Regions from separate parts of the Triticum aestivum genome. Here region 2 is linked to region 1. A link is a contact called in public Hi-C data. All regions are on one chromosome and are shown on one strand. The core of a region is the stretch at or near the end of the contact, and the rest is flanking DNA. Distances in the headings are between cores, read along the strand shown.

Region 1 (5,249 bases), core at 215-2,714:
CAAGGTCTTTGTCACTCTAGAAGCGTGCTTGGAAGCAACACTCGAGCAAGCCGGCACGCACGACTTGAATACGAAGAAAAACAGAGCGTTGGAGCTCCAAATAACGAACATGGGAGGCGCCGCGCCGACAAAACAGTTGTGGCTGATGTACCAAAGTTGCTTTTTTCTTTCTTTCTTTCTTTCTTCTTCTTCTTCCCAACCACGGCATGAGTGCCGAAATTGCAATTAGGACCTGACCAAAGTACTAGTGCTTTTCTAGATCAAAGAAAGTGCTAGCGCCTCCAACATCTAATGAGAAGGAAAAAAAATCTCTCTATGCCGCTGACGCGAATAAAAAATAAAATAGGAAGTGATCGGGCATAGCCGAAAGCATAGTTTAGCTACGGATCTCTATCGAGGTGACGAAGGGCACACAAACGTCAGCTGTATGGGTGGGGGAAAAGGAAAGTGTCATTCCTAAAAACACCGAAGTGATAATAACAAGAGGCTTTGAAGCAAGAAACAGATATAAAACAACAATTAAGCTCAAAATCACAAAGTAAAAGATCCAGAACGTTTCATCATCTGCTAACAAGTAGTGGGACAAGATGTTTTTTTACAAACGGGAGCAAGGAATGAGCTAAGAGAAAGTCACATGGCAAAGAAAATCTCGGATTTGATCAAAATTTGAGCCAAGAACAAGGCTAATTGAGACCTCAGCTGAGCTCGGGAGAAGAAGAAAACTTCCAAGATCCAAACATTATCAAGCTACGAAGCCAGAGAAGTACGGCGAATCTGCCTAACCACGAACCGAGCAAAATAAAAGGCTTGAGCAACCCCAAAATCCACCAGAAATGGAAACCAGCACACGGAAACAGAGGCAAAATCTAGACGCAATTCAGCTGCGGCCGGCGCATGTCCAACGATGACAGCACCAAAACAAGAAATTATGCACAGGAATGCACAGGACAGCAGCGAGAGAACAGAGATCCAGTAAGGGCGGAAGGCGGAGCAGATCGGCACCTGGAATGTGGTCTTGAGGGGCTCCTCCACTGCAGGAAGCAAGAAAGAAAGCAAGGGCGCATCTCAGCGAAACAGGAATAGCCGGGAGAGAGGGAGGAGAAAGGTGTGCTTTCATTCCATTCCCTTCTCTGAAACGAATAATGGAAAGAAGAGCAAGAGGTAACTCACACTGCTCCATGAGCACGGAGAACTGCTTGATGGCCTCCTCCGAGGCGGCCGCCATTGCCGGCGACGGTCGTCGCGAGGGGAGGAGGGGGAGACTTGCGGGGCTCTGGAGCTGGGGAGAGGTCAAACCTCAAACGGGGAGAAAGCAGAGTGTCTTGTTTGCCTTTTGAGCTCCCCCTACCGCCTGCCCTCGCTGGTCCGAGGTGACGCTGTTGTGCTCTGCTCCCGCACGGTGCGTATGTGTGTACGTGTGGGGGGTGAGGGGGAGGGGAGGAGGAGGAAGGCGCTGCTTAAGAAGAAGGAAAGGGACAGCAAAAGCCCGTTTTATTTTCGTTCTCTCGTTTGTTTATTCGGGGTTTTAACTTGGTTTAGGTTTCGTTTGGTGCTTTTGTGTAAAAGCTGCTGGCAACCACTGTTACTGCCACGGGGTCTCGTTACTTATTAGGCTGGTGCTTTTCTGCTAGTACCAGCTGCACTGCTGTCTAACCCTGCCAGGCGGAGTATAAACACGTGGAGCTCACTGTTCCACTGTTAGGCCGAAAGCTGCACACTCCTTCGTCACAAGAATTTTGGGACCAAGGTACTCCCTCCTTTCCGAAATATAAGGCACGTGTTGACTTTTCTGATTTTCGTCACATAATTTTGATTATATTTTTCACTTAGTGTATGTCTATAAAATTGTTATAAAGACAAATGGAATAAAATTGTTTTACAAAGACAAATACAATGATACTCCCTCCGTAAAAATATAAGAGCGTTTAGATTACTATTTTAGTTATCTAAACACTCTTATATTAATTTACAGAGGGAGTACTATTGATACATGTTCGATTCAAATATTTTGATATGTATTAATAGTCAAAATGCATCAAAGACCATGCAAAGTATAAGGCATGGTCTATGTTGGCCCATTTATAAAAGGGTTGCACGGTGTCGGCTGGAAGGCCTGGGCTCAGAAGAGATCAGCATGGCACGTGACTTAAAAAGGTCGGCCCGACATGACATGGTTGTGGGCTGGCCCGCGTTAGAAGTTGCAAATAGTACATGCTAAAAAGGCCAAAATAGCTCTAACAAGACGAAAATATTACTAAAAGGGCCCAAATATTTAGATTAAAAGGTCAAAACAACCCTAAGAAGTCATAACAGTACTAAAAGGATAAGGCTTGGCTTTGGGGATCAACATTGATCCATGGCCGGTGGCCGAAGGCCGGCCCAACCCTTTTATTCGCATCATGTGCCGGGACAAAAAACCCTGCCCGGGGCCAGCCTTACAAGTGCGACCCATATTGCCAGGTTTGTTTCGAGATATATTCACCTTCGTTGCAAAAAATGAAATTTTCTACATACACTTTGTTCGTGTATTTGGAATACTAGTAAGGTAGTACTTGCATGACAAAATTAAAATTCAACGAAACTCTGTAATAATGATCATAGGAGCACGGACTACGGAGAAACAACTCTACCAGATTTTCCATCTGAACACTAACGTCAAATTGCAGGAAGTTTCATACCCCCCCTTCAAAATATTGAGTACACTCCAAAACTTTCGGTACTTGGCTGGAAGTTTCTCACCACCCACCTCCTTCGTACCCCGCTTCCTTTGTCAACGACTCACCATCAAAATATCTTTCTATTGTTCCTTCCCTATCGCCGAGCTCAATCGACGTTGTCAGACACTCCAGAGCTCAACCTCCACCTACCAACCACGTATGTGGCCGGGGACATTGGGTGAGTGGTGACCCACAAGTATAGGGGATCAATCATAGTCTTTTCTATAAGTAAGAGTGTCGGGCCCAACAAGGAGCAGAAGGAAATGGCAAGCGGTTTTCAGCAAGGTATTTTCTGCAAGAACTGAAATTACGGATAACAGATAGTTTAATAGCAGGGTAATTTGTAACGAGCAACAAATAGCAATAGTAACAAAGGTGCAGCAAGGTAGCCCAATCCTTTTTATAGCAAAGGACAGGCCAGAACTTTCTCTTATAGCAAGCAAAGCGTTCTTGAGGACACATGGGAATTCATCTAGTCACTTTCATCATGTTTATTTGATTCGTGTTCGTTACTTTGATAATTTGATATGTGGATGGACCGGTGCTTGCGTGTTGTTCTGACTTGAACAAGCCTCCACTTATGATTACCCCCTCTTACAAGAATCCGCACCTACGAAAGAAGAATTAAGATAAATCTAACCATAACATGAAACGTATGGATCCAAATGAGCCCCTTACGGAATAATGCATAAACTAGGGTTTAAGCTTCTGTCACTCTAGCAACATGTCGTGGAATTGTCATGGCAGATGTCCTAGTGTGAGGACTTAGTCGTGGAGCCATCGCAACGAGATTAGCTTAAAGGGGTTAATCAGGACAAAGGACACGAGGAGTTTATACTGGTTCGGCCCCTTCGGTGAAGGTAAAGGCCTAATCTAGTTTGATGTGGTATTACTAGGGTTTCGATGACCAGGGAGCGAAGACGCTTAACCTGGCTCTCGATCTGTTGTCTCTTGTCCTAAGCCGCCGCCGGGTCGTCCCCTTATATACACGGGTTGACGCCCTGCGGCCTACAAAGTCCCGGCCGGCTCATACAACGTGTCCGGCTCGGTGACCTTTCTTACATGCCTTACAATACAAGTCCACATATTCATGGCAGTTTATATTCGTGGGCCTTGAGCCGCCTTCGGGTCTAGGCCATCTACTAAGCCTACCTATAAACCGCCAATAGTATTATACTCTTGGGCTTCATTGAGATGAACCGTCACAGGGATGACCCAGCCCCTCCTGGGCGGGTCATACCTGATAGTCATATCCCCAACATTAGGCCCCAGGTTGACTTGAACTTGTTCATGTCAATCTTTAATACTTAGAAAAATCCTTCCTCCTCTTATTGTGAAATATCGCAACCCGCCATGACGTCATCTCCAAAATTTGTGATAACCCGCCATGACGTCACCTGCCATTAATGCTTCACAGAACCCAAATCTTTAATAAATCTTCTTCTTTACTGTTCCTCCGAAAATCGAGGCGTCCGCGCCGTCGCTTATCCATTTCCGCCACCTCGATTCTCACGCCTGTCGCTTGTTCTTCCAGTCTTATAAATAAGACCTTGGACTCTCCTCTCGTTCTCCCCCTTTCCTTCTCACTTTCTTCTTCCTCCTCGCGACGCACCAACCCGCACGAGCTCCGCTGCCTTCGACCTTCGTCTCCGACCTCAACTCTGGCCGTTGCATCACCCTGAACGGACCAGAGAACCGCGGCGCCTCTCCACCATCTCATCGGCATCGGTAAGCCCTCCTTTCTTTTGCCCTATATCTGGCATTAGGGTCTCAGTGTTCTTCAGTGTTCGTCGGTGCTTGTCAATGTTCGTCGCCGCCCTTCTTTATCCTTATTTATATCCATGGATTAGATCCAAAAACCACACAAATCTCGCGCGATAGTAGTTTTATCATCTGTTTTTATACTAGAATATACCCTCATCGCTACAGATCCCCTTTAGAGCACCTCTGCTTTTCCACTGTCGCCTCTGTAGGTTTCAAATTTATTCCCTTTTTCTGAACAATTTCAGATCCGAATCTATAACTTTAATCTGTGAAACCTGTTTGTCCAACACTTTGTAGAATTTTACCCTTTGTTAGATTTTGAATACCTGTACCTTTCATGGCGGCTTACACATCCGTCTTACAATTACTCATATACCATTAGTCCTCACTTAAGCCGCCATTCTGAATGTATACTGTCAGCGCTTAAACTGTGATTTCACCAATTAACTTGAACCGACACTTTTTCTTTCCTTTAGGCTTTCTTTCACAATGCCGCCCAAAACAGTGTACACATGCAATTGGGTCCCTTCCATCGTCACCGAGGGCACTTTCAAAGACTTTTTCAAAGCCGGGTATCTGCCCGCCAAGAGTGTGATGCATTACCGTCCTCCTAACCCGGGTGAAGAAAAACCTCAGCCGAAAGACGGCGACATCGTTTTTACTGACCACATGAACCGGGGCTTTGCCCGGCTCTAAATTCTTCTGAGACGTTCTGCACTTTTTCCAGCTCCACCCTCAAGACATCGGACCCAATTCCGTGTCAAATAT
Region 2 (4,631 bases), core at 666-3,165, 400 kb after region 1:
AATGATATATTTTGGTGGCATATAATCCATATTTTGTTGGCTAAAATTATAAGTCAAAGTTTGACATGGAAAATAAAGTGGCCTTGTATAAGGTAATGGAGGGAGTATATGAAATCACTCTGAAATTATGTTCTCCTAAATCCAAAATGAATCCAGCAACAGCAGCAATTCAAATTTCCAACATTCCTTGCTGACAGTAACAGAAAAGTTCCCCAGGAAAAGAAATTTAAAGATAGTTGTTAACCATAGAGGCCAAACCAAAAATACACAATACTGTTAAACCTAATAAAATACAAGGGGGGCATACGTTCCATGAAATTGAAAAGCATTTCTTTAACAATTGAACAATAAGATAAAAGATATAATTTGTCACTACATCTTGAAAATTAAAAGAGCTTCAATTTATAGTACTGAACCAGATGTATTAGTCCACAACTGGATGATTTATAAGAACAGAAAAGGATTGGTCGATCATGAGTGTGATAACATTTGCATATCTATCAGTAAAATAAATAAATAAATAGACAAAGAGAAAGAAGACTCTTACTTGGCAGCTTGTTCGGGGAAATACTTCCCAGGCTGCTTCTGCCTTAGGGTATGCAGGTCTCCTCCAGGGCAAAACTCCATCACCAAGCATGAGAATTTATCAGTCTCAAAGTGGGTGTACAAAGTCGGAAGAAAAGGATGGTCTAAGCACTGCAATATCTCCCTTTCAGTCTGGGCCCTGAGAAGCTTTTTGCGGCCAGCTAGAGATGCCTTGTCCATGATCTTCATAGCAAAGTAGCATTTCGTGCCACTAAGCTCTGATAAGTAAACACTGCCAATGTCACCACAGCCAAGCCTCTTAAGCAGCCTGAAGTGACTCAATCCTAGCGAACCTTCTTTGGTCCGGATCACCTGAATCGCCTCCCACCTTGAATCATTGGACTTGTGAGGCTTGCTAGCGCTGCTGCATATACTGCTACAGGTGCTATCATCACTGACATCACTGCCAGCGCTGGCCCGGTAAACGCTGCTCTTCCCGCTCTGGACCAAATCGGCGTGGCCGCTGACCTTGGTGCTGCCGCTCGCCTTTGTCAGGCTGCTTGCTCCGTCGCTGAACTTGGCAGAAACCGAGCTATCCTTGACGCTCCCACGCAGGGAGCTCTTCTCGGGGTCTTCATCTTCGTCCAGTTTCACAGAGCCATCAACAGAACTGCAGTCTTTATCTTGTTCTTTCACTCCGCTGGACGTAGCCACATCACCAGGCGGGACTGCTCTCGGTGAGGCAGGCCCCGATTTGCTTGCTCCCCCGATTTGCTCCTCAGACTGCCTCCGAGAAGGCGCGGCCTCAGAGGACTCGGTGGCGCTTTTACTGCATTGCTTGTCATCGACTATCTCAGCAACGGCCTTGGACGCCATCGCAACAGGGAGTCAACCAAGAAGCCCCTAACGGCGCCGCCATGACCCTCCTCCCATCGCCACCACGGTCGACCGATCAATCAGCGGCCGGAGCGGTGAAATCGAGACCTATCACAAGGGTTCGCCCCGAATTAGATTCAGCGAAAGCGATGCGAGTCAGCCGTCTAGCGGAACCGACGAATCGGGAACCAATAATTGCCGAATTATTAGCCGGATGGATCTGGCTGAGATTGAGAGGATCCCCTCCTCGCGGGGGGGAGTCAGGCGGGGGGTGGGAGTGGGGAGGGTAGAGTCTGCTTACTGGTCAGCCGTCGCGCCGTGGGAGCTCGCCGCCAGCGGGGCTGGGGAGGGGATCGAGGGGGGGCGCTTCCTTCGGCTTCGGGGGAGGTGGCTGGCAGCGGAGGGGGGAGGACGAAATGAAAATCAATGAGAGAAACCTAATAAGGAGAAAAAACGAAATGAAGAAGAGAATCGGAAAGAAAATGGAATGAGGGAACGGATTGAGTGTGTGCCTGGCCCACTTGCCGGGCTTGAGTGAAAGTGGCAGAGCTTTCCCTTCCGTTTACTGGATCCTGACACTTTTACACTTCCCTGCCTCGTAAATATTTTTTCACTCTTTCGAAGATGCTCATGAGACACACGTACACTCACCCACTATAAAAACACATCTGCACATTATATCTTCCGTAAGCACCTCTAAGATACTGAGCCGTCACATGATGTTAAAATTAACAAAGTCATCGTGTAGCCGACGAAAATGTCTCCTTCCACCGAACGAATATTGTCGGTGAAACAGCATTTTCCTCCCTGACAACTCAATTGACGGTCTAATCGTATGCTTGAGCAATACATGTAAATTGAAAAGTGGCATAAAACAGTTACATACCCCTCTAAAAGGAAAAGAGCAAAGACAGTGTTCCCGTAATTTCGTTTCACCGAGACAACACCAACATTAGAACGAGTGGAGCAATCAGCACCACCACAAAGAGCCCCCCTCCCCAATCGAATATCACTCCAAGACGATGCCTTCAAGAGGGGAGCGCGACATTGAGTGTCATCCTAAAAGACTTGAATTGAGGGTTTGCTCTGGAGCAAAATGGGAGGGACCACGAAAATAGACCTCCAGGATGCATTTAGGAAAGCAGCGGCACCCAAGGGCATCACCGTCATTGACATCGACCAAAGTCGAGTCAGACTTCAGCTGACAGCCTCAACATCCCACACCTGAGACCGGCTGGTACACCTAGAGGACCTCCGCCATTGACCACCTGTCATGTACAGACCTACCCAGCCCACCACGCCAGATCTACACAAGAGCCACACTAGTTCGACCACCGCCAACCCAGGCCAGATAAGCCACCTGATATAGGGCCAAGCCAGAGCACGAGGAGGGGCGAAGGGCAGTAACAAACACTCCCAAGGAGTCGTGTCGCGCAGCCTCGCACAAATCCGGCGCCGTCGAGGGCCGAAGCCGCACCAAACAGAAGAGTGAGAGCAAGGTGACCGCATGACAACACCCACGGTGCAAGGCGCGTCGGCGTTGCCGACGAATTCTGCGCCGCCAAGTAGCACATCTCAGGAAGGTGACCAAGACGAGGGCTCGAGCCGTTCAAATCTTCAGGAAAAGACTTGATGGGCACCGCCACCGCCCTCCTCTGTACGAGAGTTGCTCGGCTATGTCACTCGACGGTAACGAGGAAGGAGGGACAGTGTGGCTGGCGGTTTGCTGCCAGAGCCGCCGTGGAGGCGGCGCAAGAGTTGAAGTGGGGAGCATGGAGGAGTTGTACATGTAAGGATATGATCTATACATGTCTTTTTCGATTCCAAGATTCTAGCGGTGGAGACGGCGCGAGAGTTGAAGTGGGGAGCATGGAGGAGTTGTACATGTAAGGATATGATCTATACATATCTATACATGTCTTTTTCGATTTCAAGATTCTAGCACGGGAGGGGTGGCTCAATCTCACTATAGACTATAGTAATAATTATGTTAGATTATGTACTAGTATTAGAAGTTACTCGAAGTTCTATTTTTCTTGTGGGGGTAAAGTTACTCGAAGCTACAAACATAAATACTTAACATCGTTTTATCCGATGAAGATATCAAAGTAGTTAGCTAGGAAACATCCACGGCCGAGAAAGATGGGTGATAAAACATATTGTTACTCAAATAGTATATTTATTAAATTATTATTTTGTCACTGGTGCAGCAACAGCGCATCACAATCAACCATGACTTGCAACTTACAAGGTCACAAGTTGCATGCTTAGACTCCCGAATTATTTGTGCCAGCATTCATTCAGCAGTGTTTGCTGCATGCCCAAGCAGCCGCCCTCTTTGATTGACGGCCATCCATTCACACGTTGAAAGCAATGTATATCCTACTCCCTGTGCACTCGAAAGTGAGCATTGGCAAGCCCCCTGAAGAACAAATCTTACACGGTTGTTGAGTTCTTTATATTGGATATGAATTCCCTGTTAGTGCTCATGGACAAATGCAATGGATGCAAGGTGTACCATTTATTAGGATCACCCTTGCACATCCAAATATCTCAACTGTCAAATCAGCATCCAAAATGTTCAACGAAAAATAACATCGGTTACGGACTTATGATGAGTGGACTTGCTTGTAAATCAAACCTCGGATTTGATATTTTGTGTCTTACTAAAGGCCTGTTTGGACTCCCTCCTGCTCTCCAACTCCGCTCCGGAGCGGAGCAACATGCAGTGTTAATTTGAGGAGCTGCTAATATGGTGCTCCATCCGCTCCGCTCCCGAGTGGAGGAGTGGAGGGCTACCGAACACAACCTAAGTGGGGGATTACGTTCCAATCGATAACGAGTTGTACGTGATGATTTTGTCGATCTTGAAATTTGGTGACTCTGGTATTCTCACTCGGTACACTTACTGTCCCTTTCGATGCTTTTAGAAAAGAGAAGTCCAGTGTTCAACATAGCAACACATAAGATCAGGTGACGCTGGGAAGAAAGCGTTACACCATGATGAGATCCAAACCCGTGGATTTTACAAGGAATGCAATGCGGGGAAGATCTGTAACAACTCCCAGTTGAAAAGTGGGCTCTTTTGGTCTTCCTATGATGAATTTTACAATCAAGCCAACTTGACCTTCAATTCTGCTTGGTCTCACACTCATTCACAATCGACGTCATGTAACGCAATTAATTTTTACATCAGGAAATGACATGTTTTACATTCAACCATGCTAGAG

What was found. Hi-C and Micro-C count contacts between places; a contact is called where the count stands out from the background.
Region 2: a Hi-C map of leaf shows a contact between it and region 1, with 4 times the contacts expected there. The contact joins the promoter of LOC123120897 here to the promoter of LOC123120888 in region 1. A contact is called at or near these places in 3 of 5 Hi-C or Micro-C datasets (all in leaf).

The regions. Positions count from the first base shown.
Region 1 is chr5D:275,921,066-275,926,314 of IWGSC CS RefSeq v2.1, forward strand. LOC123120888 (phosphatidylinositol/phosphatidylcholine transfer protein SFH9) reads right to left here and starts at 1,465. Exons shown (of 11, transcript XM_044540864.1): 1 at 1,171-1,465; 2 at 1,003-1,031. The coding sequence starts at 1,225.
Region 2 is chr5D:276,325,390-276,330,020 of IWGSC CS RefSeq v2.1, forward strand. It overlaps LOC123120897 (serine/threonine-protein kinase D6PK), which reads right to left and starts at 1,916. Exons shown (of 3, transcript XM_044540868.1): 1 at 1,703-1,916; 2 at 548-1,509. The coding sequence starts at 1,401.